2 separate regions of the Mus musculus genome follow, and region 1 is linked to region 2. Evidence: chromatin contacts called from public promoter capture Hi-C data. All regions are on one chromosome and are shown on one strand. The core of a region is the stretch at or near the end of the contact, and the rest is flanking DNA. Distances in the headings are between cores, read along the strand shown.

Evidence for each region. Promoter capture Hi-C pulls out the DNA fragments that hold promoters and counts their contacts.
Region 1: a promoter capture Hi-C map of hippocampal neurons shows a contact between it and region 2, with 2.0 times the contacts expected there. The contact joins the enhancer-like site here to the promoter of Ccn5 in region 2. A contact is called at or near these places in 3 of 39 promoter capture datasets (the HPC-7 cell line, cranial neural crest and hippocampal neurons), 1 of 15 datasets of contacts at CTCF or cohesin (large pre-B cells) and 1 of 9 other capture datasets (adipose tissue).

The regions. Positions count from the first base shown.
Region 1 is chr2:163,448,155-163,452,507 of GRCm38.p6, forward strand. It overlaps Gdap1l1 (ganglioside-induced differentiation-associated protein 1-like 1), which reads left to right. Exons shown (of 6, transcript NM_144891.2): 4 at 2,412-2,509; 5 at 3,347-3,461. Among named protein-coding and RNA genes, the nearest start is that of Gm39979, 7.4 kb to the right of the region's middle. Within about 2 kb of position 2,922, at least 22 of the 459 cell types and tissues checked have an H3K27ac peak or open chromatin away from gene starts, as enhancers often do. A contact at or near this core is called in hippocampal neurons, where this site is marked.
Region 2 is chr2:163,819,109-163,823,319 of GRCm38.p6, forward strand. It overlaps Ccn5 (cellular communication network factor 5), which reads left to right and starts at 1,726. Exons shown (of 5, transcript NM_016873.2): 1 at 1,726-2,001; 2 at 2,181-2,273. The coding sequence starts at 2,214.

The DNA.
Region 1 (4,353 bases), core at 1,672-4,171, 370 kb before region 2:
TCTAGATTCTGTTATGGTATTTGGTGGCCCTAGAGGCAGAAGAGCCATGACCTTCTCTGATAGGTCCTACATACTCAGTAAGTGGTCACCTCCTCTCCTTCCCATCCTCCTCTGCCCCAGTGTTGTGCAAAGGTGGGTAGGGGTTGGGTTGTGGAACTCAGTCCTAGCTGGAAGAAACCTGTGAGGAAGACTCAGGAGCTATGCTGGTGCTCCCACTCAGTCAGCCACAACCTGCATGAAGCTGCCGAAAGGCAAAGATAACACAGCTTTTGCCACGCCAGGGTCACCACTCCTGGAAGTAAAGTCAAGGTCAGGCGATGACAGCGAAAGATAAGGAAACTTGGGCAGCCAGGGGTTGAGGGTGGAGGTCTCTGTACCAAACGCCAAAAAGACTCATGCCTTGAAGATTAGCCCAGAGTCGCTCTTGTGCATTTGAACGTGTGTACCAAGAAGTGCATACACAGATATCCACCAGGCATGGTAGCAGATGCCTTTAAACTCAGGTGTCAGAGGAAGTGAGTTCCAGGCCAGTCTGTTACACAGAGAAACCCTGTTGGGGGCAGATGTGGATATTCACTACAACATAGTGAGAAATATCACTGGAAACAATCTTGGTGTCTACAAGTTAGAGACTGAGTAAATTCATTTATGACGCTGTTATGCTAAAAAATAATAGTCACGTGGGATAGTCTCAAGATACACTAATGGGTGTAAAAAGAGGAGCGACCCAAACACATAGTGTGCCATCTGCTCTAGCAAGTCCTGAAGAATGCCCCAGGCTCTTCATGCAAGGAATGGTTCTGGAAAGGTGTATAAGAAACTGCAGTAGTGTTGGTCTCCAGGGAACACAGCTGAGAGTCTGAAGATAAAGTGGTAACTGTGGTTTGGTTTGATTTCAGCGTTTTTGAGACAGCCTTATGTAGCCCAGGCTGGTCTTGAACTCGCTATGTAGCCGAGGATGACCTTGAACTCCTGATCCTTCTGCCTCCAAGAGCTGGGATTACAGACATGCTTGTCACCCCATCTGACTACAAAGACTTATTTTTATCCCACCTCTTTTGCTTTTGCTTGCATTTTTAATTATGGATGTTTCAATGTCTGTATAACCTGTACACAAACCAATTAGTTAAAATTTTTTAAATCTAGTTTCAATATCAGAGTCAGGACAACACAGAGGTAGGTCCCAGGGTCACAAAATCCTGGGATTATGGCAACATCCAAGAACAAATGGGAACATTCATGAAAGGAGAAGAGGAATACATCCACTTGTGGGGCAGGACAGGTGCAGGACAGCTGCGGGACAGGTGCAGGACAGGTGCAGGACAGGTGAGGGACAGGTGTGGGGCAGGTGCAGGACAGGTGCAGGACAGGTGCAGGATGTGGAGAACTGAAGGACGTCTAGTGGAGGCAGAGTGGAACATGGGACAGTGGCAGCATCTCGTGTGGATTGAGGGGAAGGCTTGGAGGAGGGGGAGCCAGCTCTGTATTTCCCAAAGAGAATTTCCCTGAGAGAGGAAGTATGACCTTGGTTGCCATTTAAGTGAGTGGTGCTGTGGCCTGGCGAGGCTGTGAGCACCTGAGAACTTGCTCTGTAGATCAAATTGGCCTTGAACCCACAGAGATCCACCTGCCTCTGCTTCTGAGTGCTGGGATTAAAGGTGTGCGCCACCGCTGCCCTGTAAAATTAAATAAATTATAAGGCAGGAGTGGGGAGAACAGAGGACATGGTTAGTCCAGAAAAGGAGATGTGGGCTAGGGGGTTTGGAGTGGTCTGGTGCATGGGAATTTATTTGAGAGTCTGAGATGTACCCAGTAGGGACAGGGTTTGGGGCAGCTCAATGAGAGGTAGGGCAGCTGAGAGACAGATCCCATGGTCCCTGAAGACAAGCAGAGAGCTGTGCACAGAAGATCTTTGGAAGAGGGGGATGCGAGTGGGGTGAAGTAACACGTAGGAGACAGAAGCAGGAGGATCACCACAAGTTTGAGGCCAGCCTGGTCTATACAGCAAGTTCTAAGCCAGCCAGGGCTGAAACTCATACGAGATCATAGGTGGCCACTGAGTGATGATGGTCCCGATGGGGAGTGTCCTGTGGGGAGTGCTGGCGGAAGAGCCTTCAGGGCCTTATTTAAGGTGAGGGGCTCTGAGGACACCCCAGGCTGGGCTGGCTTCATCTGTCGGAGGAGACTCTGGAAAGGCGAAGAGCTCTGGGTTTCAGGTTCTACACATTTCCAGCATCATCTTCCCCTCCTCCTCCTCCTCCTTCTCCTCCTCCTCCTCTTCAAGGCTACAGTCTCCCCTTCAGCAAGGTTTACTGGCCCCTTGTGCCCCAGGCAGGTGACTTTCTCCCGGTCCTGTGGGAAGGAGAAGCCCTAGAGAGCAGGGAGACAGGACCTTTCCTATTCTTTCCCAGGACATTTAGCCAACGCCACCACAGACCTCATGAAACTGGACCACGAGGAGGAACCACAGCTCTCTGAGCCCTACCTTTCTAAACAAAAGAAGCTTATGGTGAGTGCCCTGCTTATGCCCCGCCCCCCAGACAGGGACAACCAGGTGCAAATGATTCTAAATGGAAGGTCAGAAGATGCTTTGACCTGGAAAAAGTACAGGTTGGCTCCTCCAATCATGTCTCCTCTACCATATCCTGGCTATTTGGCCATGGAAAATCACTGCTACACCAGCCTCTGGTTTCTTATGTTGCCCCTGGAAACACATTCTTGCATCAGACAGTATGGAGAGATTGTTCCAAGGATATGGGAGAGGTAGGGAAGAGGATGTGGCCGAGCCTCCTCTGACCCTGCAAAAAGCTCTGGAATATGAAAGGCACCGTAGAGCTGGCCAGGCTTCAATACCCTGTATCAGTCAGCCATTGGCTACAGACTGCATGTGGGGGTGGGGATCATCTTCCATGTGCTTCTGAGCAGAATTGGCAGAGAGCCATTCTCTGGGAGAAGAACATCAGTGCACTTAGCACAGTGGTACCGTTGCTCCAGTCCTATGCCAGGGAATGTGGGCAAGGTGGCCGAGCTCACTGGACTGGCTCAGTCCTGGACAAGGGTACATTCAGTGGTGAGCCGTGTCACATACAGGAGGGGGTATTTGAAGGCAGAGTTTTGTGTGTGTGTGTGTGTGTGTGTGTGTGTGTGTGTGTGTGTGTGTGCATGCATGTGTGTGTGTGTGTGCATGCATGTGTGTGTGTGTGTGTGTGTGTGTGTGTGCATGCATGTGTGTGTGTGTGTGTGTGTGTGAGGGTGTTAGGCAGAGCTCCTCCATCATCTCTGCATATCATGGCTCTCATGAGACCAGCTCACGCTGGAGCACCTCTCCTGCCTGTCCTGCCCGTAGGCCAAGATCCTGGAGCACGATGACGTGAGCTACCTGAAGAAGATCCTCGGGGAGCTGGCTATGGTGCTGGACCAGATTGAGGCGGAGCTGGAGAAGAGGAAACTGGAGAATGAGGGTAGGTGCCATACAGCGGTGAAGGGGTCAGCCCACCTGCTTGCCCTACCCACTCTGTCAATCCCCAGCCTCTTTCTCCCAGAGACAGATCCCAGAGCCTTGCCAGCTGGTTAGGATCAGGAGCTGCGGAGTCAGGCAGACTTAAGTTCTAGGACTGCAGTGGCCTTGACAAGTCCCGCCCTGTACTGGGACCTGGGTCTCCCATACACAGAGTGAAGAGAATGACAGAATCATTGAGACTTTCGGAGTACTCGGGATGGTAGCATGTGGCATGCGTTTACTCTGTGGGTGAAGAGGACAGTATGGTGACTGTTAGCATTCACAGTCTCACCTGACCCTGAAAGGGGACATCTTTGGGCTCTTACTGCTGCTGCAGGGTAGGTCTCAGACCCTGTCATTCCAGCTTCTCTCCCGCCCCACACCTTTGCAGCAACGCTAGCCTGGTGTCCCCTCTGTGACAGTCTGCCCCATCAGCTGATAGCCCACGGTCGTTCTGAGCTCACCTTGCAGTGAAGATTGACTGTAAGCTTCTGATTCCCCCCACTTCAATCTCTCAAAGGTTGGGATTACAAGACATGTTCTGCCATGCCCAGGTTTATCCAGGGCAAGGGTTCAAGCCCAGGGCCTAGTGCATGCTACCGATGGAGCTATGCCTCAGCTCCTTCAATTTGAGATTGATAGTCTATGAAGCCCCTTGAAAAGATGGCAAACACCTACGGAGGAGGTAGATTGAGCCAGTCACCTCTGTAGGAGAATACTGCTTCAGGCACAGGAGATTGCCAATGCAGGGCGCTGAGGTGAGATCGGACTTGGCATGAGGCTCCGCAAGGTGTGGTGGATAAGACTCAAGAGGGAAGCAGACTCTTGGGCCTGGAAAGAAGTGGGGGCAGCAC
Region 2 (4,211 bases), core at 476-2,975:
TTGCACCCAATGCTTTTGCGTAACTCACAACAGGAAGCTAGCCACATAGCCTTGCCTGGCTGCCAAGCTGAGCACATCACTGTCTTACACAAACTCAGGTCTTGGAGATAGTGGCAGGAGATAGACAATTATCAGTGTGGACGTTGTGTAGGTCTGTCTGAGAGAGTTTCCGTGCGGCCATGGAGCGGGTGAGCACCCAAGACAGGGTGTCAAGTCTGGCTCAGAGTTGACTGCGTACCAACAGCCGTCCATTCACCACTTCAGCGTGCCAGCCCCAAAACTCAGCGGCGTCTCACTCCACACCTGCCTGATTCAGGTCCTGTGTGCCGTACCTCTGCCCACGCTACCTAACCAAATGACTGCGGTCTGCCTTTCCAGTCTCGCTGGTGTCATGCCTGCGTGTGGCATAGTCTAGTCTCGATAAACATAGAAAGGATCAAGCAGGGAACTACAGACAGCAAGGACCCAAGGTGGCCATGCCATTTCTCCCTCAGGCCCTCAGGTCATATAGACTTATTTGCTAGATATTTGTCTTCTACCCACAGTGGTAGGCAGAGTCTGTATGTGACTCGGAGGGAGCATATAGCCTCCAGGTTTGTTTTCTTTTGAGATAGGGGCTTGCTTTGTAGCCCAGGCTAGCCCCCTGTGATCTGGGCTCATGGGTGTGTTGCACTGTAACTGGTGGAGGTGTTGGGAGCCACAGCCTTCTCTAAGCACCTAAGACCCTGTTTCTGACTTTATCCCAGAATCAACCGCCCCCCCCCCAAGATGTCCCGCCTTCTATTTCCTGCCTCAGCTCATTGGCCAATCAGCCTTTTATTGACAGATGATGCTTCTACATATAACACAGCAGATGTCTCTACACCCTGATTTTTTTTAAAAAGATTTATTTATTTAAGTATTTTATGTATATGGGTACACTGTTGCAGTCTTCAGACACACCAGAAGAGGGCATCGGATTCCATTACAGATGGTTGTGAGCCACCATGTGGTTGCTAGGAATTGAACTCGGGATCTCTGGAAGAGCAGTCAGTGCTCTTAACCACTGAGCCATCTCTCCAGCCCTACACCCTGATCTTTAAATCCCATGTCCTTCTACCCAACACTCGTTGATAGGACCTTAGGGACATCCCCTGTACCCAATGGATACAGTTGGTGATGTGAATCCTGTGTTTTATTCTCTGCGTATTCCTGCCCAGTCCAGTGCCCAGGAAGCCACATGCCCACTAGATACCTTCTGTACTGAGTATGCCAGGCTACTATGTTAGGTCCCTCCTCCAGACATTTGATCATGCTGTTCCCTCTGGAACATTCTACCGCAGAGCCTTGTTAGCTTTCAGAATTGGCATCTCCCTCAGAAGTTGTATCTCACTCTTTGTCTGAACAAGGGAGGGGGTCCTTACACTTTTCATTACTACCCCATGCCCCAGGCTCTGGTCCCCAGGTCTGTGCTGTGTCTCCAGGTCTGCAGAACCCCTCAGAGCTGGTAGAATCCAACAAAGACAATTTTGCTCAGTCAGATCAGCAGAGACCAGCAAGTGCCAGCACACAGTAGGCTCAGTCTGCTTAGGCTTGGCCACCCTAGGCCACCTTCAGAGCCCAGGAGGATAGGGAGGCTCTTGGTTGCCAAGAGCAGACAGGCTGCCAGGGAAGCTCTGCTCTGGGTCACACCCACCTCTGGGTGGCTGCCAGTCTCCCTGCCAGAAACCACAGGCTGGGTCTGGGCTGCCCAGAGCTTGAGCTTCAGGGCTCAGGACACCGTGGGTCAGATCTGCAGAGCATTTGACAGACGCTCCTGATCTCCAGAGGACCCCGGGCTGGGACAGGGGCCTTGGCGAGGCTGCAGCTGCTGTGGCAGTAGCTTGGGATGGAGGTCTTTCTTGCTGGGAACTGAGGAGCTGAGAGGCTCCTGTCAGGCTCCTGTCCTAAACTCTTGGCACTTGCGGTGGCTTGGGCTTCACACACTGTCAGACACCTTCTTGGTGGCCTCCTCGGCCTCAGGTAACTGGGCTTATTCCTGGGACTATGGAAACCGGTGTAAGGACTATAAATGTGTGTGTGTGTGTGTGTGTGTGTGTCTGTCTGTCTGTCTGTCTGTCGTTTTCTCTTTCTCTGTATGCACCTAGAAGGAACCTCATTCCCTCCAGAACATAAAAAAAGACTCGGGTCTTGCTTCCCAGGTTTGAAGCTGGCTCCACAAGGGACACGGTGACATGAGGGGCAACCCACTGATCCATCTTCTGGCCATTTCCTTCCTCTGCATTCTCTCAATGGTAAGGCATCCTGGTCTTGAATGACAGCAGAATTCTGGGTGGTGGGACAGATATATGGTCACAACTTAGAACTCTTGGAAAGACCCTATACTGGATACAGTCTGGTCTCTGTGCCCAGGCTTGCTTCCCTCTCTGGGCATGCAAGTTCGGCTGTGTGACCTCAGACAAGTGTCCTACCCTTTCTGAGCTTCAGCCTCAGTTGAATGGGTACAATGTTCATGAAGCTTCTGGGGAGACCACTAAGGAGAACTGCATCCACAGAAGATAGCATAGGTCCTGGACCTAGATGAGTGTCTAAAAGAGGACAGTGGGATCCTCCAGTGTCATAGAAACTAAAACAAATGTGAGTGCTGTGTAGCTCTGAACCAGGACAGAGGTTGATGCTGGGGTCTGATTGCAAAGTACAGTCCATGAGGGTACAACATGCTAGCCCTCAGGCAGTCAGTGACCTCTGGCCCTGGTCAGAGAGAGCAGGAGACATCTCTGTGGCAAATGTCCTTGTCCCTTGGTTCACATTGGGCATCTTTTAATTGGCTTGTGAGTAGTTCCGTTTGCACATTTATAACAGTCTTATAACAAATTGTCCTGTTTTGATCAAAGGAGACTCAGAGAGGGTAAGCAATGTGCCCAAAGCCACACAGCAAAGAAAAAGAACAATAGAAGAGTTGCATGGTGGAGCCTGGGGCAGACATAGGTGTGTCTGGAGGAAACCCTAGTCTGTGTCTCTCTACCCTAACCTGAGCAATACCTCACACTAAATGTTAAGTTCCCAGTATCACCGAGTTAAGGCCTTGAGCCAATGCAGTGTTGAGTATAAACATCTCCCTCCCTGGGACCAACTGGCTTCCAGTCTTGAAAGGTGTTGAGCAGAACATGGTGCTGGAGAGGGTAGCTTGGGTGGTCTCCTGGGCCCCGGGAGGGGAGGGTTCTGAAGGGCTGAGGAAGAGCTGCCCTAGATTGGCCACTGGTGTGACATTTATGAAGCCATTCTTTCCTGGTCCTGGGAAGTTGATTGGCATCTGGGATGTAGTCATGGAGAGGACCTGAGGCCACAGCCTTCCCGGGGGATGGAATTCTGGATCTTCCAGGCAGGCTGTGGGCTCCAGGCTCTGGACTGGGGCAGGAGGAAGGAACCTGGAAACAGCGAAGCGATGTTGATCAGGGTCTGACAGCGACCAGAGACTTAGTTACTTAGTCTGGGGAGACCAAAGCAAGTGAGACAGCTTGAATATGGGGACAGAATGGCTAGCAAAGGTGGAGGAGAGGAGGATGCCAGAGGGGCTGCTGCTTCCATAGGCTAAGCAAGAGCACCTGCCCTGCCTACTTACTGTCCTTGAACTGAGGACAGAGGCTGAGGCTGAGGTTCAGGTGCTAACGGAGTCCCTGGGGGAACAGCAGGCTCAAGAGTTAAGTGCGGGCTCTGCCTTCCCACCAAGCTGAATTCTCATCTTGTCCCACTGCTTTCCAGATATTTATCACTTGATTTTGACCTGCTTTGTCCTCACTGTTTTGGAGTTTATTCTGAAACAATGTGTCACTCTGTAGCCCAGGCTGGCCTGGAACTCACTATGTAGCTCAGGCTAACTTCAAAATTCTTCTGCCTCAGTCTCCCAAGGGTTATTTCATCATCTTTAAGTCAGACACGAAGCCCATACCTCGTAGGAAAGGGCTAAAGGGAAAGCTTGTGCACACAGCACTCAACGTAAGGGTATCATTAGTGGCTTTTCTTGGAGTCAGGACCTGAAGAAGCCAGAAACTACCGAGAGCCTGCAGCAGGACTCCGGCTCAGTAGAAGGCTCGTTTTGTCTTTGGCCAGTTCTGCTCAGCCAAGGGAGTCAGACCCTTGCTCTGAAAGTCTGCCTCTTTCTTCTCAAGACAACTGCAAGTGAGTTACCCAAGAATGTCTTATATTCCATGTTGAGATTACACAGGAGGCTT